2 separate regions of the Gossypium hirsutum genome follow, and region 2 is linked to region 1. A link is a contact called in public Hi-C data. All regions are on one chromosome and are shown on one strand. Each heading gives the region's core, a stretch centred on a gene start, on an enhancer-like site or on the middle of the called end of the contact. The rest is flanking DNA. Distances are from core to core; before and after follow the strand shown. Region 1 holds the start of LOC107954907 (repressor of RNA polymerase III transcription MAF1 homolog). Region 2 holds the start of LOC107954794 (ribulose bisphosphate carboxylase small chain, chloroplastic-like).

The links. Hi-C and Micro-C count contacts between places; a contact is called where the count stands out from the background.
Region 2: a contact with region 1 is called in a Hi-C map of leaf, with 2.0 times the contacts expected there. The contact joins the promoter of LOC107954794 here to the promoter of LOC107954907 in region 1. A contact is called at or near these places in 6 of 34 Hi-C or Micro-C datasets (anther, callus, hypocotyl and 2 more).

Annotation. Positions count from the first base shown.
Region 1 is chrD07:45,538,608-45,543,055 of Gossypium_hirsutum_v2.1, forward strand. LOC107954907 (repressor of RNA polymerase III transcription MAF1 homolog) reads left to right here and starts at 2,748. Exons shown (of 11, transcript XM_016890590.2): 1 at 2,748-2,903; 2 at 4,119-4,200; 3 at 4,304-4,374. The coding sequence starts at 4,169.
Region 2 is chrD07:45,768,045-45,772,371 of Gossypium_hirsutum_v2.1, forward strand. It overlaps LOC107954794 (ribulose bisphosphate carboxylase small chain, chloroplastic-like), which reads left to right and starts at 2,872. Exons shown (of 3, transcript XM_016890466.2): 1 at 2,872-3,430; 2 at 3,532-3,666; 3 at 3,759-4,189. The coding sequence starts at 3,248. The coding sequence ends at 3,989.

The DNA of each region.
Region 1 (4,448 bases), core at 1,498-3,997:
ACCTAAACCCATTAAGCCTAGCCCAGCAAACCAACTTAACCCAAATCCTAACTCGATTACAGAAACCCTAGCAGCCTGCAGCAAGCCTCCAGCGTCGCAGCGACAAGGACCCTTCCCCGTGCGTGCCGAGCTTCTGCACGCGTACGCCTCCAGCTGGCCTCCGTACACCTGCAACAAACGCAACAAACGCAACAAAGGCAGCAACAACAGCAGAGTATAAGAGGATAGCAGAGAAAAATAACAAAAATAGGAGAAAAGAATTTTCTATAAATTTCTACTTTATTTCCGGCTATATAAAGCCGTTTTGGGAATTTGTAAAGGCATCTTTCTTTTTTTATTACATGGACAAAAAAAAGCACACAAAGAGACTGAATACAAAATACTTTCTCTAAAATCGTTTGAAAGGTAGATTCCGATTTCTTTTGTTTTTTGGACTTCGTTTTTCCTTTCTTTTTTTTTCTTTTGTTTTCTTTCAATATACAATGAAAATGAGTTAAAATGGTGAGAGTATATACCTCGGTGATCCCGTCATCATTCTCGTCGGTTTCGTAGATACCGGAGAGGCTAAGGATGGTCTTAGCCTGAGAACGGCGCAAGAGGAGAGGGGGTAGATAAAGTTTTTTTTTTATTTTTGTTTAGGTGGTCGAATAATCTTGTTTAGGGTTTCAAGGTTGTTTCTTGCAGGGTATTTAAACAGCGTCGTTCGGGGTCTGATTCAGTGGCTCTAAAACGGTGCCGTTTTAGGCAGTGACCTGATGACCCGACCCAGACGTGGCTTGATCCGCGTGTTCTGGCGTAGGGAGGGATATTTGCGCGACCAGTCCATCCCTTTTCTGGTGTTTTCGATTTGGTTATCTTCCTTCTTTCTGATTTAGCCCAGTATTTCGCTTTTGTACCATTTCGGTCCAGCTTGCAACGCCGCGTTTTGGGGAAGCGAGATATTTCCCAATCGCCCCCCATGTAATTCGTGTGTTGTAGTATGAACCTCCATTTTAGTTTAATTTTATTTCCTCCCTGTGGATTCGATTTTGTTTGTAACTTAATCCTCCTTATCATTTAATTTATTTATTTTTTTTACTTAAGAAACTTATTGTTATTTTTATTATCATATTTATTCTTATTATTGAATTATTATATTTTATATATTTGTTTTTATATACATAAAGTTAATTTCTATAATAGTTCTGTATATTTACATATATGCATATGTAATATAATTTTTCTTTTCTTAGTATACGTATGTATAATCATATATTATTATTATTATTATTATTATTATTATTATTATTATTACTTTTTAAATGATATTTTCTTATGAGTGAAAACCTTATCTCTTTTAAGTTTGTTATCTTATTTTATTTATTTAGCTTTTATATATATTTTTACTAGGTATATACTATTAATTCTACTAAGTTTTATTTATATAAATTAAAATGTACATATTAATCTCAAGTTGTTCACTTTTATTTTACCACATCTTTTATTTTCTTTGTGTTTTTAAAACCTTTCATTAAAATTTATTCAAATCTTTTATTTAATTTTTTTATTCCCTTCCAAATTTGTATCAAATATTTGTACTATTTATTATTATTGTTGATGATTGGTTGTTTTAAATTGATTATGAATTTGTTGGTTGCCTAAATTTTAATATGGATGTTTGTCTAATATGATTAAGGTCGATGTTTGTATTTGCCTATTATTTGTTTAATTGTTTCTAGTTTAAGTTTAAATTGTTATTTATCCTCTACATTATGTGTATCGTCATTTAATCATGTTCCTTTGTAAGAGTCGAGTTTTATTAAAGCTTCATAATTGTTTTATTTCATAATCTTTAAAAAGGGCTTGGCATTCATAGATTCTCGAGAAAATCGTGCCCTAACTTACTGGACTTCGTTTCTTCTCGATGAATTTAGGTAACCAAGTGCCCATTTTATTAAAACCCTGCAATTATTAAATGACGTTCTTAATATTTCAAAATGTTTGATCCTAACTTACTGAATACGACATTTTGTTATCTCGTTTTTAAAATAAAGGCGATATTTGATGTTTAAGAATTTCGAGAAATTGAACCCTAACTTACTGGGTTCAGATTTCATGATTGATTTAAATAAACAAATATCCTTCTTAAAACACATGATTTTCTTAAGAAAGGGGACAAATTTAATTTCAAAGATCGAATTGTTGCACCCTAACTCACTGAGTGTGGCGATTTATTTCTGCGAAATAAGAGCACATTATCATATTCAAATTTTCTTTTTAAAAGGTCGTATTTTAATTTTTTTTTAAATTTCGACATTGAGACATTAAACAATCAATTCGGTACCAATTTTGGGCGTCACGAGGGTGGTAACCCTACCTCGTGCGTAACCGACTCCCGTACCTGTTTTCTCAAAATTTGCAGACCTAAAATTACTTTCAAGGTGATCCGATCACACCTCAATAAAAGATCGGTGGCGACTCTAATTATCATTTTTTTTAAGTCGACAACTAAACTATATTTTTATTTTCAAAGAAATGATTTCCACAATTAAAATATTAAAATTTAATAATATTAATGACATTTTATTACAAATTAAAATTTAATGATGAAAATATAATTCAAATCATACATAACTTTATATTTTATATAGTTTGCCCAGTTTTATTACACTTGGAAATTATTCACACCACAAACTTTTTATACCAAGAATATCCCTGCTTATATTATATTCTTTGATATTTGAAAAGAAGAAAACAGCCATTTCCTTTATTTTGTCTTTTTTCTGCTTTCTATCATTTTCCCGACACTTTTAAAACTCTCTCGTTTTTTAACCCGTCTTTGAAATTCAAAGCCGAAGGCCATCAACGAAAGTAGCACCCTTCAAACTTTACCTTCTCTCACCTCTAAGTCAACCAAATAAGGGGTAAGATCCGTCTTTCTTTTTCTAAAAAAAAAAAAATTGTGGTTGTTTTTTCGGCTCTTCCTTTTTTTTATGTGATTTTAGATTTGTAGTTCGATTTCGTCCAATTCATGTCGAAATTGGGGGTTTAGTTTTATTGGGTTTCCAATTTTTACGTTGTTTTAGATTTGACTTCTCTTTTTTCTTGAAAGGAAGGGGGGATTAAGGCCAAATTTTTTATAGTATAGGACTCACTGTCGATTCTTGCCACTGTATTTCAATTTATTGAATGTTCCCTTGCATTAAATTTACCAATTAGGTAACGATTGGGAACTTGTATTTCTAATTCTGGATTTGTTTTTCAAAAGATAATGCAAATTGAGTGATAACACATATAACAATGTAGCATTCATGATATTTTTTAAATTCGTATATTTGTTGAATGCCAATTTAGCAGTGAAATTGGATTTGAAATTCATCAGGAATTCATGAATTGAACAAATTTTTGCATTTTTTACTTTCCAAATATATTATATATTGAAACTCAACCAGTTTATTCATGCATTTCACTCTTATAATTTGTATAGCAAATAAAATTCAAAATTTCTAATTCACGTTTCCAAATGCATTAACAAAATATTCCATTAAATATTCTAATTTGATAATTTTCATTTAAAAATCAACGAATTTGAAATTGTAGTTGCTAATTAATTAGAATTGAAACATGGTGACAAAGTTGACTTTAGCCTGAAGTCCCTATGCCCAGATCCTTAATGCTTAACGGTTCTAAATTTACTAGTTCCCAGCAACTGTTTTTTGCCCCCAGAATTTCTACTTGATGCGTGGGTTGGGTTTGATGTATGGATTTGGAAAATGGGATAATGTTATTTTGTATATTCATTTTTCATGTCTAAATCTTCAATAGCGGAATAATGAGATGAGGTCAAAACTTCGTTGGGCAGTGACAGAATTGATGTCCACGCTGAGATCAGTCGGGATGTGTTTTGTTTTATCAATGAAGAACATTTCTTGAAAAAATGTGTAGTTATTATTGGTTTACGATTTTATTTGGCCAGTTGAGCTTGGACTTGCATTGAAATATTTATCCTGCTTGCATTCTTATGTGTTTCAATCTGATTGCATGTACATCTGTCAAGTGATAGTTTGCTTTGTTAGTGCAATAATTTCTACGTTCTCAGTGTATAAATCCTGCTTATCTTTGCCTTCTGGACTTCGCAGTTTGGCATCTGTGACGCTAAGATTTAACAATCTGTTTGAATACACTCACCATGAAGTTCCTAGAATACACTCCATTTGACCGGTAATTTTCAATCATTGAAAAGATCGAGTTGTAGATTAATGAGAATCACCGTTTTCTTCCTTCTAACTTGAATTATGACATAAGTCTCATCTAAATTTTCTAGAATAAATGATTTCTTGAGAGAACTAAACCTTGGTGAACGTACCATCAAAGGGAGCCTTGAAGCATACTCTTGTAAGTTCATGTGCATAACTTGTCTAGTTGTCCTGAAGAATTTAGAAAAATTTGATTCTAACTCAGTTTCTTTC
Region 2 (4,327 bases), core at 1,622-4,121, 230 kb after region 1:
CAATACTTGTAGACAACTGATCTCAAATGGAGTTATCTCTATTGATTTTGTAAAATCAAAAGATAACATTGTGGATCCGCTAACTAAATGCTTAAATCGAGATCAGGTTAATAAAACATCGAAAGGAATAGGACTAAAGCCCATGGAAATTAAAGGCGCTATGTAAAGGAAAACCCAACCTAGTTGACTGGAGATCCCAAAATCTAGGTTCAAAAGGGACAACCTAATTGCATAGGCCTTGTGAGGTCACTATAGGGGTTCTTATTCCAAGTCCGTTCCTATGAAATAAACAGTAATTTAAAGTGAGATAGGTTAAGTAAAGCTTTTAATGACCATTGTGTGTTTCGGAAAGCCAAGCAACATAAGTCACCTATGTTAGAGTGAAGTGGGGCCGCTTCGAGGAGACTATTGTGCATAGTTCTCTCAAAATCTTGCAGAACCAGGAAATGTTCATGGTCATATAAACATACCTATGAGAACGAAGACCTTGCTAGGGAGGTAGTTGTGTAAGGTATATCATTGTTTACACAAACGACAGAACAGTTCAAGGATATTGCGTCAACTAGTCAGCTAGTAAAATAAATATACTTTCACAATGGAAGGTTCAAGGGTTGATGTCTGCCTATCATATGCAACTATCAATCGTAGAATCTATCACCACATCCAGCCAATGTTTTTCATTAAACCTACCAATTTCATTCATGTGGGGTATTGTTGGAAAAATATGATTTTTTGGAATCTTTGAGGCATATTTTCGATTGGTAAATGAGGAGTTTTGAATCATAAAATTATGATTTTATGTTCTACCTCATGAGACCTTTACAACGGGATATCATATGCTCAAAATGGTTGAGTGATGAATGAGAAATTGATGCTCAAAGTAAGCTACTTGGAAATTATGTTGAGGAAAAATGAAAAAGCATTAGTCCCACATTGATTTGGAATCAAGTGTGGAACTTTTATATATATGTAAACCAACTTAGTGGTTATTGAATGAGTAAACTAATGCTCTCCCTCGCGCGCAGGGGGTGCAAATTCAAACCCATCGGGGTTGGGAAACACCCGCACGACGTGGGTAACGCGAAATGTCCGGATCGATCAGGCCCTTTTAGGCCTGCGAATATTTTAGCCCAATACGTATTTATTTTTTTTGAGCAGATATTATACAGAATCTGTTTTAAAAGAACAAATATCTCATTTTGATTTGATTCCAATCAAATTTGATTTTATTTTATTCAAATTGATTTAAAGGCTCCCTTAATGCAGATTTGTATCTTTATTCATGAAAATTTCTAAAAATTCCTCCACATTGAATGTCTATAAAAGCCTAAAGAATATTGCAGAATTCTTTAGAGACGCACAACGAATTTATTTCACTCTCGAAAATTCTATTCATTTTCTCTCCAAATTTTTCAAATGTTTGGTGATAGAAGAAGGAAAGATTTATTTATTGATCACTGCAGAAGCACTACTCCCATGATCATTTTGTTGTTGTTTCTTGGGAGACAGACGATCAACGTTTCTCCAAGTACCATAGGAGCTGTCGAGTCTATCTTACGGAAACTGTGAAAACAGGCCTCAACATCTAGTAAAATTCGATTCTCTTATTCGATTTCTAATTTTTCAAGATCTTGTTTATTTAATTATTTTTTAGATATGATGTTTTAAATAAATATAAATATTTATTTAATTGATTTTGTTTAGATCCGGTGTTTTTACATAAATATAAATATTTGTTTATATTATTTGTTCAAGATCTTGTATTTAATATAAATATTTATATTTATATTTGTTCACTAAGGTGTTTTGTCCAAACTATAGCTTCTCAATAATTGTCAAATATTATAGTGATATGCTTTTTCTTTCAATAATTCATATCTTCAAGATTAAAAGGTTTACTTTAGTATTATTCTATTTATTGAGTGTGTATTAATGTTTTGTACAGGAATCCGTTGGATTTTGGTCTTGTATAAATTAGCTGTGGTTGTGGGTAAATAAATGTGTGCCGTTCTTCATTCTCCGAACATGCTGAATATAATTATTGGCATTTCAAGTGTGGCATAATATAAAACAATGGTTGGCTTCATCATAATCTGTTTGGAGACTAACGGACCACACTTTGACCTCCAAATTTAGAAAATATTTCCAGAGTTGGAAATTGTAATTGTAATACCCTAATATTTGTACACCGCAGTGAACATGGACAATCATGTCATGATGCAGAACCAGAAAATGGTGCCAACTCTCCTTCTCCCCCTCTTTCTTCCAAAACTATATCCTCGAAAATGGTGACATCAAACTTCCTTTCGTTTATCAAAGGTTCACCCCTCACATTACAGGGTCCTGTTCGTATCTCAAGGCAATCAAACATGGAATCCATATATATGATTCTTCCCCAATCCTTGTTGTAGATTCTTTGGGGATACAAGCCTTTTTGTTTGTATTTAAATACAAAAAAGGGAGAAAGAAAAGTGCCATCTACAACTGCATGCTAATGATTGCCAAAATCACTGTTTGTTTTGTTGGAAGGCTTTCAATCTTGCGGGGTCTTGAAGAGCCTGTTTCAGTAACTTGCCATTAATTCTCTCTTACATTCCAATCCTAAAAAATGCTTCCATCTTTTAGCTGCAACAGTTTATAATCATCAGAAAGGTCTAGTCAGAATAATATTACCTTCTCCTTTTAAACAGTTTTTTTTTTTAAATCATGCCACTACAACTGTAGCTGCGCTCATGTTAACAATTAATTCCTATAATCGACATCAAAATTATATGAAAGAATTAACACTTGGTTACCGAGTTACCATATTTGAAGATAACGCGAAAGGTAAAAACACAAAAGGCAAGCATGACCAAGCAAACAAGGTATGGACATCGATTTTTTTGAATCGGGAATGACCAAATGGGACCGTGAAGAGGTGACAAAGGAGAAATCAGGCATTCACGGTTTCCATTGGATGAAATGAGATAAGATCACTGTGCTTCTTCCACGTGGCAGGTTGCCAAAGATAAGGCTTTACCATTCAAGAAAAGTTTCCACCCTCTTTGTGGTCATTATGGTTGTAATGTCATCTGATTTAGGATCCAACGGTCACCCTGTCTCCCAAACCAATCTCTAAATGTGGTGAGCTTAGACCAAATTTTATGACTATATATAGGGGATTGCACCAAGGCAGTGACACTATTAAGGGATCAGTGAGACTCTTTTGTATACCTGTAGCATATAGTAATAGTAAGCAGTAATAGCAATGGCCTCCTCCATGATCTCATCGGCAACCATTGCCACCGTGAACCGCTCCTCCCCGGCACAGGCCAACATGGTGGCCCCCTTCACCGGCCTCAAATCTGCCTCTGCTTTCCCAGTCACCAGGAAGGCCAACAACGACATCACTTCTCTTGCAAGCAACGGTGGGAGAGTGCAATGCATGCAGGTACTTGGTGATGCATAAATACCACTTAAATTACCCCAAGTGTTTGAACACAACAAATTACATAAATTGAATCAAATATATATCTTGGCTTTTGAGTACAGGTGTGGCCGCCTCTTGGGAAGAAGAAGTTCGAGACTCTCTCATACCTGCCCGATCTTACTCCCGTACAGTTGGCTAAGGAAGTAGATTACCTTCTTCGCTCTAAATGGATTCCTTGCTTGGAATTCGAATTAGAGGTATTTTGGAGCTCTAAATTATTCCATTCCTCCTCTTAATTTTTTTAGTGGGATATTTGAGTTGATTAAGTGTGTTTTATATGTATGTGCAGGAGGGATTCGTGCACCGTAAGTACTCGAGCTTACCCACGTACTACGATGGACGCTACTGGACCATGTGGAAACTGCCCATGTTCGGGTGCACCGACTCGGCTCAGGTGTTGAAGGAGCTTGAGGAATGCAAGAAGGAATACCCCAATGCATTCATTAGAATCATTGGGTTCGACAACGTTCGTCAAGTGCAGTGCATTAGTTTCATTGCCTACAAGCCTGAAGGCTACTAAGTTGTTTACTTCCCTCCTAGGAATTCCATTTGTTTCAAAGTTGTACTTAAATTAAGCCCCTCAAACCCCCCCCCCTTTTTCTTTTTCTTTTTTAGTTGAGTTATTTGGCTTGGGGTCTCTCTTTGTTTTGTTTTTGGATTTCCAATGGAACGGCTGAGAACTAATGAATAAAAAGGTAGTTTCTTGCCATATTTCATGAATCCAGTTCTTCCTCCATTTTCAGTGCTAAGATATTCATGTTAAGATAGGATAAAAATTAAAAGAAAAAAAGGTGATTGGGTGGTCTGGCTTTAAAATAAGAGGATAAAGATTTTGTGGACAAGCAACGCTGTGCTGTT